Linked DNA regions of Pan troglodytes: region 1 is linked to region 2. A link is a contact called in public HiChIP or PLAC-seq data. All regions are on one chromosome and are shown on one strand. Each heading gives the region's core, a stretch centred on a gene start, on an enhancer-like site or on the middle of the called end of the contact. The rest is flanking DNA. Distances are from core to core; before and after follow the strand shown.

The links. HiChIP or PLAC-seq counts read pairs in DNA pulled down with a chosen protein or histone mark.
Region 1: an H3K4me3 HiChIP or PLAC-seq map of stem cell-derived excitatory neurons shows a contact between it and region 2, with 11 times the contacts expected there. The contact joins the promoter of PRLH here to the promoter of COPS8 in region 2. A contact is called at or near these places in 1 of 7 Hi-C or Micro-C datasets (stem cell-derived neural progenitor cells) and 1 of 1 datasets of contacts at active chromatin or transcription factors (stem cell-derived excitatory neurons).

Annotation. Positions count from the first base shown.
Region 1 is chr13:139,735,381-139,742,189 of NHGRI_mPanTro3-v2.0_pri, reverse strand. It overlaps PRLH (prolactin releasing hormone), which reads right to left and starts at 4,091. Exons shown (of 2, transcript XM_016950786.4): 1 at 3,942-4,091; 2 at 3,288-3,601. The coding sequence starts at 4,041. The coding sequence ends at 3,438.
Region 2 is chr13:139,251,914-139,258,328 of NHGRI_mPanTro3-v2.0_pri, reverse strand. It overlaps COPS8 (COP9 signalosome subunit 8), which reads right to left and starts at 4,293. Exons shown (of 8, transcript XM_516177.9): 1 at 2,378-4,293; 2 at 1,221-1,291. The coding sequence starts at 2,455. LOC104005428 (a long non-coding RNA gene) reads left to right here and starts at 3,617. Exons shown (of 3, transcript XR_010149945.1): 1 at 3,617-4,265.

The DNA.
Region 1 (6,809 bases), core at 2,842-5,341, 480 kb before region 2:
CCTCTTGAGTATGTTCCCATCCCATTCTTCTGATGGGTCTGCGTTTCCCAGAGTGGCTGACTCACAGAACTATTCTTTTTAATTTTTTAAAAATTTATTCCCTGTTTAGGACTCCCACTAGCCAAATTTAGGCCAATTCGAGTGTCAAAAATTATAAAGTTCTGAAAAAAAAGAAAAAAAGAAATATCTTCTCTGGAAGAATCCAACTAATGACTGTGGAAGGAATTAGAGAATCACCATGGTGTGGGGGTGACTGGTGGTGCAGCAGCTGAGCCTGGCATGAGTAGTCAGGGGACACTGACATCTCAGGCCGCAAGCTGGCTGGGAAACAGGATTTGGCCATGGGGCCCTGGCCCCAGCACAGATTTCACACTGATCACACAGGAAAAAACCTCTTGCAATGAAGAGATCTGTCTCTACCACAGGGTCAAATAGCACTGTCAGAGAGGGAGCCCAGGATCCCATGGTCAGATATGATGCAGTGGGAAGGACACAGAGTTTTTGGGTCCACAGTGCATGACCTGAATCCAGGCAAGATCCTGGATGCCCCTCTCTGATGACAGGAAGTACAGGGAACGGAAGAACAGGTACATCACCTTGGGGGAACGACTTACAAATCACACAGGTGGAGCATTTTCCAAGACGACTCATCTGGGTGCTTGAAAAATTCAACACCAGGACAACATAAAAAATTAACTGGTCGGAAATCAAAGAGAAACAACTGACTGTGAATGCAGATTGGAGCCCGGTGGGGGAAAAAGGAGGCTGTCTTGCTACACGTGGGGATTTTTTAGATTAGAGTCTGGTGGGGGAAAAAGGAGACTGTCTTGCTACGTGTGGGGATTTTTTAGATTAGAGTCTGGTGGGGGAAAAAGACTGTCTTGCTGCATGTGGGGATTTTTTAGATTAGAGCCTGTTGGGGGAAAAAGACTGTCTTGCTACATGTGGGGATTTCTGAGTACAAACTAAAAACTAGATGATATTGTGAAATTACTACAACGGTTTGTTCAGGTGTGATAAGTTTATGGCTATGTAGGAGACTGGCCTTATTCTTGGGAGAAGGATGCTGAAAATATGCTTCTAGTACATTCACTCTGTTCTTCAGCCACTGCCGTGGTCCAGTTCTAAGACGTTTCACCACCTCCAAAAGGGAACCCCCATATCCATTAAGCAGTCATCCCCCCACCCCTCTTCCCTATCCCCTGACAGCCATGAATCTACTTCCATAGAATATGCAATGTCATACAACGTTTTTATATAAACAGAATCATACAACATTTGAATTCTTGTGCCTGGCTTCTTTCACTTAGCATGATGCTTCCAAGGTTCATCCGTGTTGTGGCATGTATCAGTGGTCCATTCCTTTTCATGGCTGAGTAATATTCCATTGCATGGATAGACCACGCTGTGTTTTTCTACTCTTCTGTTGATGGGTGTTATGAAATGTTTGTGTCCCCGCCACTGCAAATTTATATGTTGAAATCCTCCCCCATTATGGTGGTATTAGGAGATCGGGTCTTTGGGAGGAGATTAGGTCATGAAGGTGGAGCCCTCATGGATGAAATTAGTGCCCTCATAAGAAGAGGCTAGAGAGCTTGCTTCCTGTTTCTGCTCTCTGCCATGTGAGGATATAACGAGAAGACGGTGTCTGTCAACCAGGAAGATGGTGTTGGATCAAGGTGTCGGATCAGCCAGCACCTTGATCTTGGACTTCCTGCCCCCAGAACTGTGAGGAGTGAGTGTTTACTGGCTGAGCCTCTGTGCCTATGCTATCTTATTAGAGCAGCCCGAACTGACTAAGGCAATGGGCATTCAGGTCATGTCCACCCTTTGGCTACTGGGAAGGGTGCTGCTGTAAACGCTGCTGTGATGTGCTGAGCACCTGCCCTCAGTTCTCCAGGGTCTACACCTGGGGTGAATTGTTGGGTCGTTTGATAACTCCGTGTTTAACTTTTTGAGGGCTGTGGCCTCTTTAAGGCCTGACCCAGCCCCTGCTGCCTTAGGAGCAGGCCTTCCCCCCTTCCTGTTCCTGCAGGCTCACTCTACCCTGGCGAGGTGCTCAGGGCTGGAGGGGCTCCCCTGTAGCTGGGGAGGTGCAGTCACCCCAACTCAGCCCCGTGTAGGTGGTCTGGGCCTTGCCACTGGCCCCTCTGAGCATGGATGGCCAAGAGGGCTGTGGTCAGGATGGGCTCCTGAGATCAGCATCTGCAGGCAGGGTCCAGCAAGAGTCCAGGCCAAGCTTTGGGTTGGAGGGAGCTGGTGAAGCCTGTTACATGGCTGGGTGGAGGATGGGCCTTGGGGAAGGGGCTTGCACTCACAGAGCACCCACCCTGTGCCGGCTGGCGTGCAGGTGCCACGCCCACGGAGCTGAGGAATGAGGTAAGCGTTGCTGTTCTGTGGCATGCAGTTGTGGAAACTGAGGCTCAGTGATTCACGGGATGAACTCAATCTCCCAGGTGGTGCAAATGTGCCCCCAATGCCAACCTAAGCTACACCTGAGGCAGGATGTGGAGACATCCCCGTGTGATTTGAAAGGGACGCACGTGGCGTGGGAGCAATCTAGGTTCAAGTCTCCCTGCCATGGGTCAGAAACAATCCATGATGCATCTTCCCTGAGTAAGAGGGAGGCAAGACAGACTGCGATGAGAGGACTAGCAGTTGTAGGGGTTGCGGGGTGCGAGGATGAGTAGGTGGAGCCCAGAGGACTTCTAGGACAGTTAAACGACTCTGCATGATGCCACATCGTGTTGTTGTACATTTGTGCAAACCCACAGGATGCACAGCGTGGAGAGTGGGCTCTGACATACGCTGGTTGGGGATGGGGATGGGGATGTGTCAGTGTGGGTTCCTCGACTGGGACAAAGGCACCCTTGGTGGGGGTGTTGATCATGGGGGAGGCTGTGCGGATGTGGGGGAAGGGGGTGGATGGGAACTTTCTGTACCTTCTACTCAATTTTGCTGTGAACCTAAAGCTGCTCTGAAAAATAGTCTAAATAAAAAGGACTGAGGTTGAGGGGCTGCCCAGGGCTCAGGCTGGGGGCTGTGCTACCCTCCTATGGGGACAGTGTCCTGCAGAGTATGACGCGTGGCACCTCCTGGCCTTCTGCAGTGGACAGCCTGGGCAGCCACTCAGGGCAGCTTGGGTGTGGGGGTGGCTGTGGGCTGCCGGTGACCAAGGGTAGTCCCAGCGCCCCAACTCAGTGCCAAGTGCCCTCTGCCAAGTCACAAAGCCTTTTCTTCCAAAGAAGTTGCTGGGCTCTGAGGTTCTTTCTAGTCTAATGTCCCAGGAGGGAACAACTTCACAGTCACCACCACACAGTCGTGAATGTGTAACTGAAGACCAGAGCTTTTATTAGGATTGAAGGGAAAGGAGCCCAAAGGAGAGGAGAGGGTGGGGTGGGGGAGGCTCCAGAGTGATTTTCTTGACAAGCTGGCTGTCAGCCATCCTGGGACGACATAGCACCGCCTTCCAGGGGGAAGCAGGTCAGCCGGGGTCGCAGGCCAGGCTTGGGGACGTCCCCCAGGGTTGCCCTCCTCCGACCGAAGCGGCCCACAGGCCTGATCCCGCGACTGGCGTACCAGGCAGGATTGATGTCAGGGGCTGGAAAGGAAACAGCTGGAGCAGACCATGGGCACGTGTCCCCAGGGTGTGCTGTGTGCTCCCAGAGGCAGCGGGGCAGAGTGCACAGGCAGGGCCTCTCAGCCCAGTCGCCAGGCCATGCTGGGAGCCACCCAAGGAACAGGCACCCAGAGGTTCTGGCGAGGCCATTTCTGGGCGTGGGCTGGCTTTGGGAAGCAGGAGTTCAGAAAAGCACCAAGACTGACTTCCCTTTCCTCCCGCGCACCCCGTTCCTGCCAGGTTCTCGAGCGACCAGGCTGCACCAGGTTCTGGGGTGAGGGAGGGTGGGGTAAGGGAGGCTGACAGGGGTCCAGGCACTCACTGCGGATCTCCATGGAGTGCCGATGGGTACGACTTGCAGCTCCCCGCAGGGCCAGGCCCAGCATCAGCAGGCACAGGAGCCAGGCCCTCAGCACCTTCATCCCTTGGCTCCTCCGAGGAGGCCCCGCTGGAGGGGAGATCCAAATGAGGAGGACACGGCCTGGGGGAGAAGGGGCAGGAGCAGCGTCACACAGGCATCAGGGTGCGTGTGCACGGAGCTGGGACCTTGGGTAGAGTGAGCACTGTGTGTGAGAGAGAAGTATGTGCACGAGCCTGTGTGCATGTGAGTGCACATCTGTGTATGTATATGTGTACAAGAGGGTGTATGTGCACATGGGTGCATGTGTGTGTGTATGTGTGCAGGTGTGTATGTGTGTAGATGTGTGTATGTGTGCAGATGTGTGTGTGTATGTGTGTGTATGTGTGTATGTGTGCAGATGTGTGTGTATGTGTGTAGATGTGTGTGTAGATGTGTCTGTGTGTATTGTGTAGATGCGTGTGTATGTGTGCAGATGTGTCTGAGTGTGTGTAGATGTGTGTGGATGTGTGTGAGTGTGTGTAGATGTGTGTGAGTGTGTAGTTGTGTGTGAGTGTATGTATGTGTGTAGATGTGTATGTGTAGATGTGTGTAGTTGTGAGTGTATGTGTGTAGATGTGTGTATGTGTAGATGTGTGTGTGTAGATGTGTGTATGTGTGTCGATGTGTGTGTGTGTAGATGTGTATGTGTGTAGATGTGTATGTGTGTAGGTGTGAGTGTACGTGTGTAGATGTGTGTGAGTGTGTGTAGATGTGTGTGTATGAGTGTAGGTGTGTGTGTATGTGTGTAGATGTGTGTGAGTATGTGTGTAGATGTGTGTATGAGTGGTGTGTGAGTATGTGTGTAGATGTGTGTGAGTGTATGTATGTGTGTAGATGTGTGTATGTGTAGATGTGTATGTGTGTAGATGTGTATGTGTGTAGATGTGAGTGTATGTGTGTATGAGTGTAGATTGTGTGTATGTGTGTAGATGTGTATGTGAGTGTATGTGTGTAGATATGTGTGTATGTGTGCAGATGTGTGTGTGAGTGTATGTGTGCAGATGTGTATGTGTGATGTGTGTGTGTGTGTAGATGTGTGTATGTGTGTAGATGTGTCTGTGTATTGTGTAGATGCGTGTGTATGTGTGATGTGTCTGAGTGTGTAGATGTGTGTATGTGTGTAGATGTGTGTGTATATGTGTAGATGTGTGTATGTGTGTAGATGTGTGTGTATATGTGTGTGTAGATGTGTGTAACTGTATGTGTGTAGCTGTGTATGTGTGTAGGTGTCTGAGTGTATGTGTGTAGATGTGTGTATGTGTGTCAATGTGTGTGAGTGTATGTGTGTAGATGTGTATGTGTGTAGGTGTGAGTGTACGTGTGTAGATGTGTGTGTAGATGTGTGTGAGTGTATGTGTGTAGATGTGTATGAGTGTAGGTGTGTGAGTGTATGTGTGTAGATGTGTGTGAGTGTATGTATGTGTGTAGATGTGTGTGTAGATGTGTATGTGTAGATGTGTGTGTACGTGTGTAGATGTGTGTGAGAGTGTATGTGTGTAGATGTGTGTATGAGTGTAGATGTGTGTATGTGTGTAGATGTGTGTGAGTGTGTGTAGTTGTGTGTGAGTGTATGTATGTGTGTAGATGTGTGTGTTTATGTGTGTAGATGTGTGTGTGTAGTTGTGTGTGAGTGTGTAGATGTGTATGTATGTGTGTAGATGTGCGTGTGCACATAGCCACATAGATCTCCACGTGTTCCTCTGATCTGTGCTGGGGTGGGAATAAGCACAGAAACAGCAGTTAAACCTGGCTCTCTGCATGGTCCCCCACCCGCCTGTGACCCCATTCTCTCCTCTGCGCAATGAGGTGTTAAGTGAGAGGCTTCTGTGCGCGTCAGCCTCTAACGGGATCGGTCACATGTACATTGATGCTCATGATCAGAAAGCCCTCAGGAGTTGTGTGAGCTACGCGTTATAAAGGGGGGCTGTCATGGAACAGCCTTGGGTCCGTCTGTCCGCCTGTGTTAAGGGATCAGAAGGTGCAGCAGGCCTCTGCACGGCTGTGCATGTTGCACACCCAGGACAGCAGGTTTGTGGGGAGGTGCCCAGGGAGCTGCACAGGTGGAGGCAGCCCCTTGCTCAACCTCAGACATGGTTGGGGAGCTGGGGAGTGCCAAGCCTGGACCAGGCTCAGGGGCTGGATGGAATCCGGTGCACGGCCCTTTCCCACATTCATCTCAGCGCCTCCTAATGCCTGGTTCCAGCCTGCCATCCCAGCCCTGCTGGGGAATGTCAGCCGACAGCTGCGTGTTGTAGAATGAGTCTGCATCCTTTGCCCTAAGTAAGCCCACTCACCCTTGCCATGACACTAGATCCAGTCTTCTGAGGCTCCAAGGTAAACCTGTAGCATCTGGGACCTCTTCTCACAAGGCAGGGCCACTTCCTATCGGTGATGGGAGGGGGGGCTGCCGTGGATGACACCAGGTGCATAGAAAACCCCTTCCACCCCACTGGAGTGAAGATGCTGAAATGCCTAAACAGCATCCATCATGGCAGACCTGGAAACACCTGCTGCAGGCGCCCCTCCTCCTTCCTCCACCTGTGGCACTTTGGGTGCCATGGGAAGATGCCCGAGAGCTCCATCTTGCTCTGGGAAGGATCCCCCTGCTGACCTTGACTTTCCAGCCCCTCCCTGAGCCCCACAGAAAGTGCTCTCCATCAGAACAATTTAAAATGCCTACTCCTTTCCTTTTTAGAGACCTGGCGGGGCGTCCCATGCTAGGTGGGGTGGGGGGTTCCCCAGTCTAGAGGAAATGGAGGTGCCACCTTGAAGAGTGATAAAGAGATGCAT
Region 2 (6,415 bases), core at 3,044-5,543:
TTTACCAAAGTAATATTTTGCCATTTCTAGTGAATTTTTTAAAAATAATAATCCATATCCTAAATTTAGGCAACAGCACACTAAAAACACGAGGATTTATAGACGGCCCAAATTATTTATTAGGATATAAAAGTAAACAAATTTATGTACTATCAAGGCTCTAGCATTCCCTGACAATAAGCCTGGTACACAACACTTCTCTCCCAATTACAGCCCCTCCTACCAGTGGGACACAGCTTCTGAGGCAGGAGTTTTTATGGGTTTGGAGGCTTGAACTACAACAAACATATAATGACAGTTTTACAAAACAAAAACAAAAACCTTACATATGTGTAATAAAAATTTCAATTTAGTTTTTAAAAAGATATAAAAGGAAGGTTTTGGAAGAATTTAAAATAAAATGTTATCAGGAATCATCAGTGAGTCACAGAACTATAGGAGACTTTTTTTTTTTTTTTTTTTTTTTGCAGTTTTGCTTTCCTTTTGAGACAGGGTCTCACTTTCGTTGCCCAGGCTAGAGTGCAGTGGCGCAATCTTGGCTCACTGCAGCCTCGACTTTCTGGGCTCAGGTGATTCTCCCCACCTCAGCCTCCCAGGTAGCTGGGATTAGAGGCACACGCAACCATGCCCAGCTAATTTTTTGTATTTTTAGGACAGACGGGGTTTCACTATATTCCCCAGGCTGGTCTCAAACTCCTGGACTCAAGCCATCCACTTGCCTTGGCCTCCCAGAGTGCTGGGATTACAGGCGTGTGCCACGGCGCCCGGCCTAGAGTAGTTATGCTTTCTGACTTTTCCATGTGAACGTGAAATAGGAATAATTAAAAACAAAACAAACTTAAAAAATCTCATACATGTTTGTAACGAATTCCTCTTGGCTGCAATCTTCTCTTTTCACTTCTTTTGTTTTATTGATTATATATGAAGTTAAGTAAATAGAGGTCATAAAAGTTTTTTAAAAAGACAAAAAGGTTAAATGAATTTACTGACGTAATTTGTCATAATAAATTGAAATGTCTTCTAGAAAGTATACGTAAGACAATGACGACCTAATCATAATTCATTAACCTATGATTCAATAGGAAATAGACGTTAACAATTACTGTAATAAAAAAGGTAGCTCGTTGTGCCTATGTTTAGTGGTGCTACTTCAGTGTAGAAATATTTCCATATAACTTTGAGAAACCTGTTGCTCTTGGCTTTAGGTTAAACATACTTACATGTCATTATGGAGCAAATATAAAGCTAGAAGCTGACCATACACTGGGGGTGTAGCAATTCCTCCAGGGGCCTAGAAGGCCAAAAATGAAAACAAAACAAAACAACACAAAAATTTAAAAACCTCATTTACCCTGTAACTTTCATTTTTAAAATAATATTTTATAAATGCTAATTTTAAAAGTAAGCCTTTTTAGTCTAAGACTGTAAGTAATCTTATAGTCCCTATTATAGATTTAGAAACAGCTTAGAGAAGTATCAAACACGAAAATTCTGAGTATTAAGTTTATATTCGTCATCAGCTTTGATTTATCTCCCTTTGGGCTTCAGTTTCTTTATACATTCAAGAATATGTAAGTGGATCCCCTTCCCCAGTTCTCAAATTCCCATTAAATGATCTTACTATTATAAGAAACAAATTCGACAGATTCCTGAAGCATTCTGATTCTGCCCATTACATCAAGCGTCCTGAATAAGAGACAGAAAATCACCACAGCTGCGTTGCAAAGACAATTCTTTCCATTTTAACTCAACTGGAAAGTATCTATTATCTATTAGTGAGCTGCCGCTTCTGGATGTTGTCTCCTTTATTTAATTTTAACACTAATGATATAAACCCTTTTTAAGTGTCTAAGAAAAACATTAACTTTAACAGCTGCATAACTTTCATCTGTCTTACTGAAGACAAAATGGCAAGCTTACTTGATAACATTACAAGAAAGGCTTTGTGAGTTAAAAAAAAAGGTTACAACGGTCACATTTTTCTTGGTGTGTGTGTGAGTTGCGGTGTGTGTGTTAGTGTGTGTGTGTATACCAAGATCTTTAATAAAACCCACATTACTACCCTCTCCCAACCCGATACTGGGAAGGAAAGATGCCTAATTAATATGAGCTCATCGGTAGGTGCTGGAGCAAAGACGCACAGGGTTTTCGGGCTCACAGGCTGAAGACACATAACAAAAAGGTCCCGGCGAGTTCGGGGAGACCGGGCTAGGTCGGAGCAGGCTGCGGCGGTCAGGGATCCACACGTCCACCTCCCGCGCCCGCCCCGTGAGCTCCCAAAGCCCGCGAGCCTCAGACCCCGTTACCCTGGAAACTGGTGCCGCCCCGGGGCCTAAGACTACTCCGCAGTTTCTCCCAGCGCGACGCAAAGGGTTACCTCGAGCTCCTGGTTCTCGCACTGATCCAGCAACTTTTTGAAACTAAAGGCGCTTTCCGCCATCACCGCCACTGGCATCTTCGCGGCCGGCCTCGCCGCTGCACCTTCCGGACAGCCAAACCCCAGCCTGTCCCTCAGGCGTCGCGCCCGCGATGACGTTGAAAGCCGCCGTTGCCGCCGAGCGCCCCTGCGTACCAGACCGTCAGTTCCGGGGCGCCGTCAGACACGCCGCGGCCGGGATAGGGCGCCGCCGTTCTGGCCGGCTCTCTCGGTGCCCTGGAGGACCTGGCCGGCTTCGCGGGAAGCTGTACTCAGAGCGCGCGGCCGCCCTCTGGCAGGGAGGAGTTCGTTGCACTTTTGAGGGTTCTTCACGAAGACATCCAATACATAGAAAACAAGTAACAGCAACAGTAACGAATTTTTAAATATTAAAATTGCTGGGCAACACGACGGATCCTGCAGCTGCTCGGCTGTCCTGGTCGTCAGTGACGCTAGGGCTCCGCACCGTACCCTGCATACCGTAGGTGCTCACGAAACGTTCCTGAGTTCCCTGCTTTGAGGAGACAAGCTTAAAAACTCAGAATCTAAGGTGTGAGTCTCCCACACCTGCTTGTTGGGCAGCGTCCCCCGCCCGGGCTCGCCCTGCACGCCCCACCCCGGAGCCACGCTTCTCCAGCCGGGACCCCTGCCTCCTTCCAGGCTATTCTCGGAACCGCAGCCAGAGGGAATTTTTTTTTCTTTCCTGAAACGTAGAGCAGATCTGGTTACTCTTCTGCACAACGCCCTAAAATCTAGGGCCCTTCCCATCCCTCAGAATTTACATCTAATTCTCAGCTCCCCTCCGGCTTGCTGTAGCCATCCTGGCTTTTGTTTAGCACAGCACTTATTGTTAGCGACATTATATTGTATATTATTTATTAACATATTTGTGTTTTACATCCCTCACTAGACCCCCAGGAAAGAGGCTTTGATGTGTTGCCTGCTGCAAGGCTGGCTGCATAATTTGTGGAGCTCAGAGAAAAGTGCGGAGCTTCCTTGTTCAAAAAACAGAAAGAAAGTGCCTCTGAGGTCATAAAATATAAAACTTTCTCTTTCCTCTCAGTTTCTCCCTTTTCATAGTGTTTTTATGTGTTATTTAATATCATTCCAAGAAAAATTTAGATTTAAATTGTTAGCATGAAGTTCACCATCCATCTTTACGTTGTGCAATGCCAGTTTTAAATACTAATATAAGTGCACTGATCTCATATGTGGAATCACAGAAATTATGCAATTTGTACTTCATAGCTTATACATGCATATAGATTTTGTTTTTACCAGAACCACGCTGGTAAAAACAGATGCTGCACAAAGTTAACTTGCCCGTTTTCATCGCACTTTATGTGCACGAATTCTGCCTCTACTCTCGACCTGGGACTCACCGATGCGTAAGGAAGGACTGAAAAGCAAAAGAACTATGGACTGGCCTTTTGGCATGATCAGGTGTCTAATATAAAGAAGTGCATGAATAAGAAAATATATGATATGTGTGATGGTTAATACTGACTGTCAACTTGATTGGATTGAAGGATGCAAAGTATTGATCCTGGGTGTGTCTGTGAGGGTGTTGCCAAAGGAGATTAACATTTGAGTCAGTGGCCTGGGAAAGGCCGACCCACTGTTAATCTAGATGGACACCATCTAATCAGGTGCCAGTGCAGCTAGAAATGTAAAGCAGACAGAAAAATGCGAAAGGAGAGACTGGCCTAGCCTCCCAGCCTACATCTGTCTCCCACGCGGGATGCTTCCTGCCCTCGAACATCGGACTCCAAGTTCTTCAGTTTGGGACTTGGACTGGCTCTCCTTGCTCCTCAGCTTGAAGACTGCCCATTGTGGGACTTGTGATCATGTGAGTTAATACTTAATAAACTCCTCTCTCTCTCTCTCTCTCTCTCTATATATATATATATCCTATTAGTTCTGTCCCTCTAGAGAACCATGACTCATACAATATGGTTTCTTCATGCTTCTTAAGACACCACTGCCTTCTTTCTGCCTTCGAAACAAGTTTACTCTCTTAAGGGGAAAAGTGTGGCCTTTCGGGGTGTCAGCACCCAGCTCCCTCAGTTGTAGATACAGCACGAGTACCTTGTGCTCACTTTGAGTCTTGCTGGCCTCGCAACATCAGGGGTCCACAGGGAATTCAGTGTGCATGGTGCATTATGAATGCTGTATGGAACATCAGTGGCCACACGTAGAGGCCCGTTTCCCTGGCTCATGCTCCATTGTCTTAATGGACCTCACTTACAAACCACAAGTTTACAGATAAAATTATTAAGCATTTCAAGACAGAAACAGCCATCCTTGATTTTTTTTTTTTTTTTGGCGTAATCCACAACATCTCTGTGTGGAAATGATTGTTTAGTAATTCCCTGAATGAAATGTAAAGAAAAAAAAAAACACTAGTGTGTTCCTCAAGGAACTGCCAACATTAAATAGAAGGGCACATAAGTAGTTAGCAGAACTAGAGAGATCTTGGAGTAATAAAGCAACAGAGTTTCATCCACGGCTGCAAGGAAGAGAAGGACTGAGGGCAGTATGATTCTAAGATCACTTGACAGAACTATGAGGAGCAGGATTTTGAAGCTTGTAATAATGGTCTCTAACCCTTTTCGGGCAAAGAAATATTCAATAGAAGCCCTGCTTGGCTATTTGATCATTTAAAGGGAAAACTATAATGTGAACGCTTTGGCAGGTGCTTTGGGCCTCTAAGAGGTGGAAACCTACAAAGGTGGCTGTTTGCTGAATAGGAAATCTCGGTGAGGCTTTTGATACATATCACAGGTTAGAGGTGGAGATGGGGTGTCACTTAAAGGACTAAGCTGTTCTTTGGAAGGCCAGTACAGGAATTTGGGAGTTGGAGCCTGGGTGCCAGAGAGGGTAGGAGGAGAGTCCTTGGGGGGCAGAGAGGAGTCTCTGGGAGCAGTTGGGGTCTAAGGTGAGACCCTGGCCTGGACACTGGGAACTCCAAGTGGCAGTGAAGCACTGAAGTGTCTTCAGGGCTGTGATGGTTGACATTCAGTTTTAAGTTGTCACTGTACTGTGCTGGAGCCACCTTTCCCCCCAGACTTTTGATAGTAAATGAGAGAAGTGAAGGGGTACAGGAAAGGGCAGTGTGGTGTAAAAGGCTGTCATCTCCGGAGGTGCGACTCAGAAGAGGGATCGAGACTGGGAAGAAGCAAGAAAGTCAATGAGAGGCACCCACAAGGACCCTCTGTTCCTGGAGATGCTGGCTTTGGAGTGGGAAGGACTGCGTTTCTCTCTGCTCTTGCAATGAGGGATGGGGTCAGCGTGCTGAAGGGAATCATGCACTCCGGAGGCTGTAGGATGGGGGTCTCAGACCCATTACCACACCTGGTCTTCTTGTGCAAGCTGGCCTTTTTCCCATAACTCTTCTCTGGGAGAAGCACAGTGATTGAGGAGGTTGGAAATTGTACTAGGATGGCTGATGCAGTTTGGATGTTTGTCCCCTCCAAATCTCGTGTTGAAATGTGATCCCCGGTGTTGGAGGAGGGCCTCATGGGAGGTGATTGGATCATGGAGATGGATCTTTCACGAATTGCTTAATGCCATCCACTTGGTGATGAGTGAGTTTTCACTCTAGCAGTTCACGTGATATCTGGTTGTTTAAAAGAGCACGATATCTCCTCCCTCTGTCTTGTTCCCTGTCTTGCCATGTGGCATGCCTGCTCCCCCTTCACCTTCCACCATAATTGGAAATTTACTGAGGTTTCCCAGAAGCAGAAGCCGGCACTATGCCTCCTATACAGCCAACAGAATCATGAGCCAAAATAGACCTGTTTTCTCCATAAATTACCCAGTCTCAAGTATTTCTTTATAGTAACGCAAAAATGGACTAGCACAATAGCTAACTCAAAACTCTGAAATTTGACGTTTTTTGGTCCTATTTTCTTCCCTTTCAAAGTCTTCTTCTCCATTTGCTCCTGGGAACTATAGAGTCATTTATTATGAATAAGGTCCCTGAAGAAGTGATGTCAC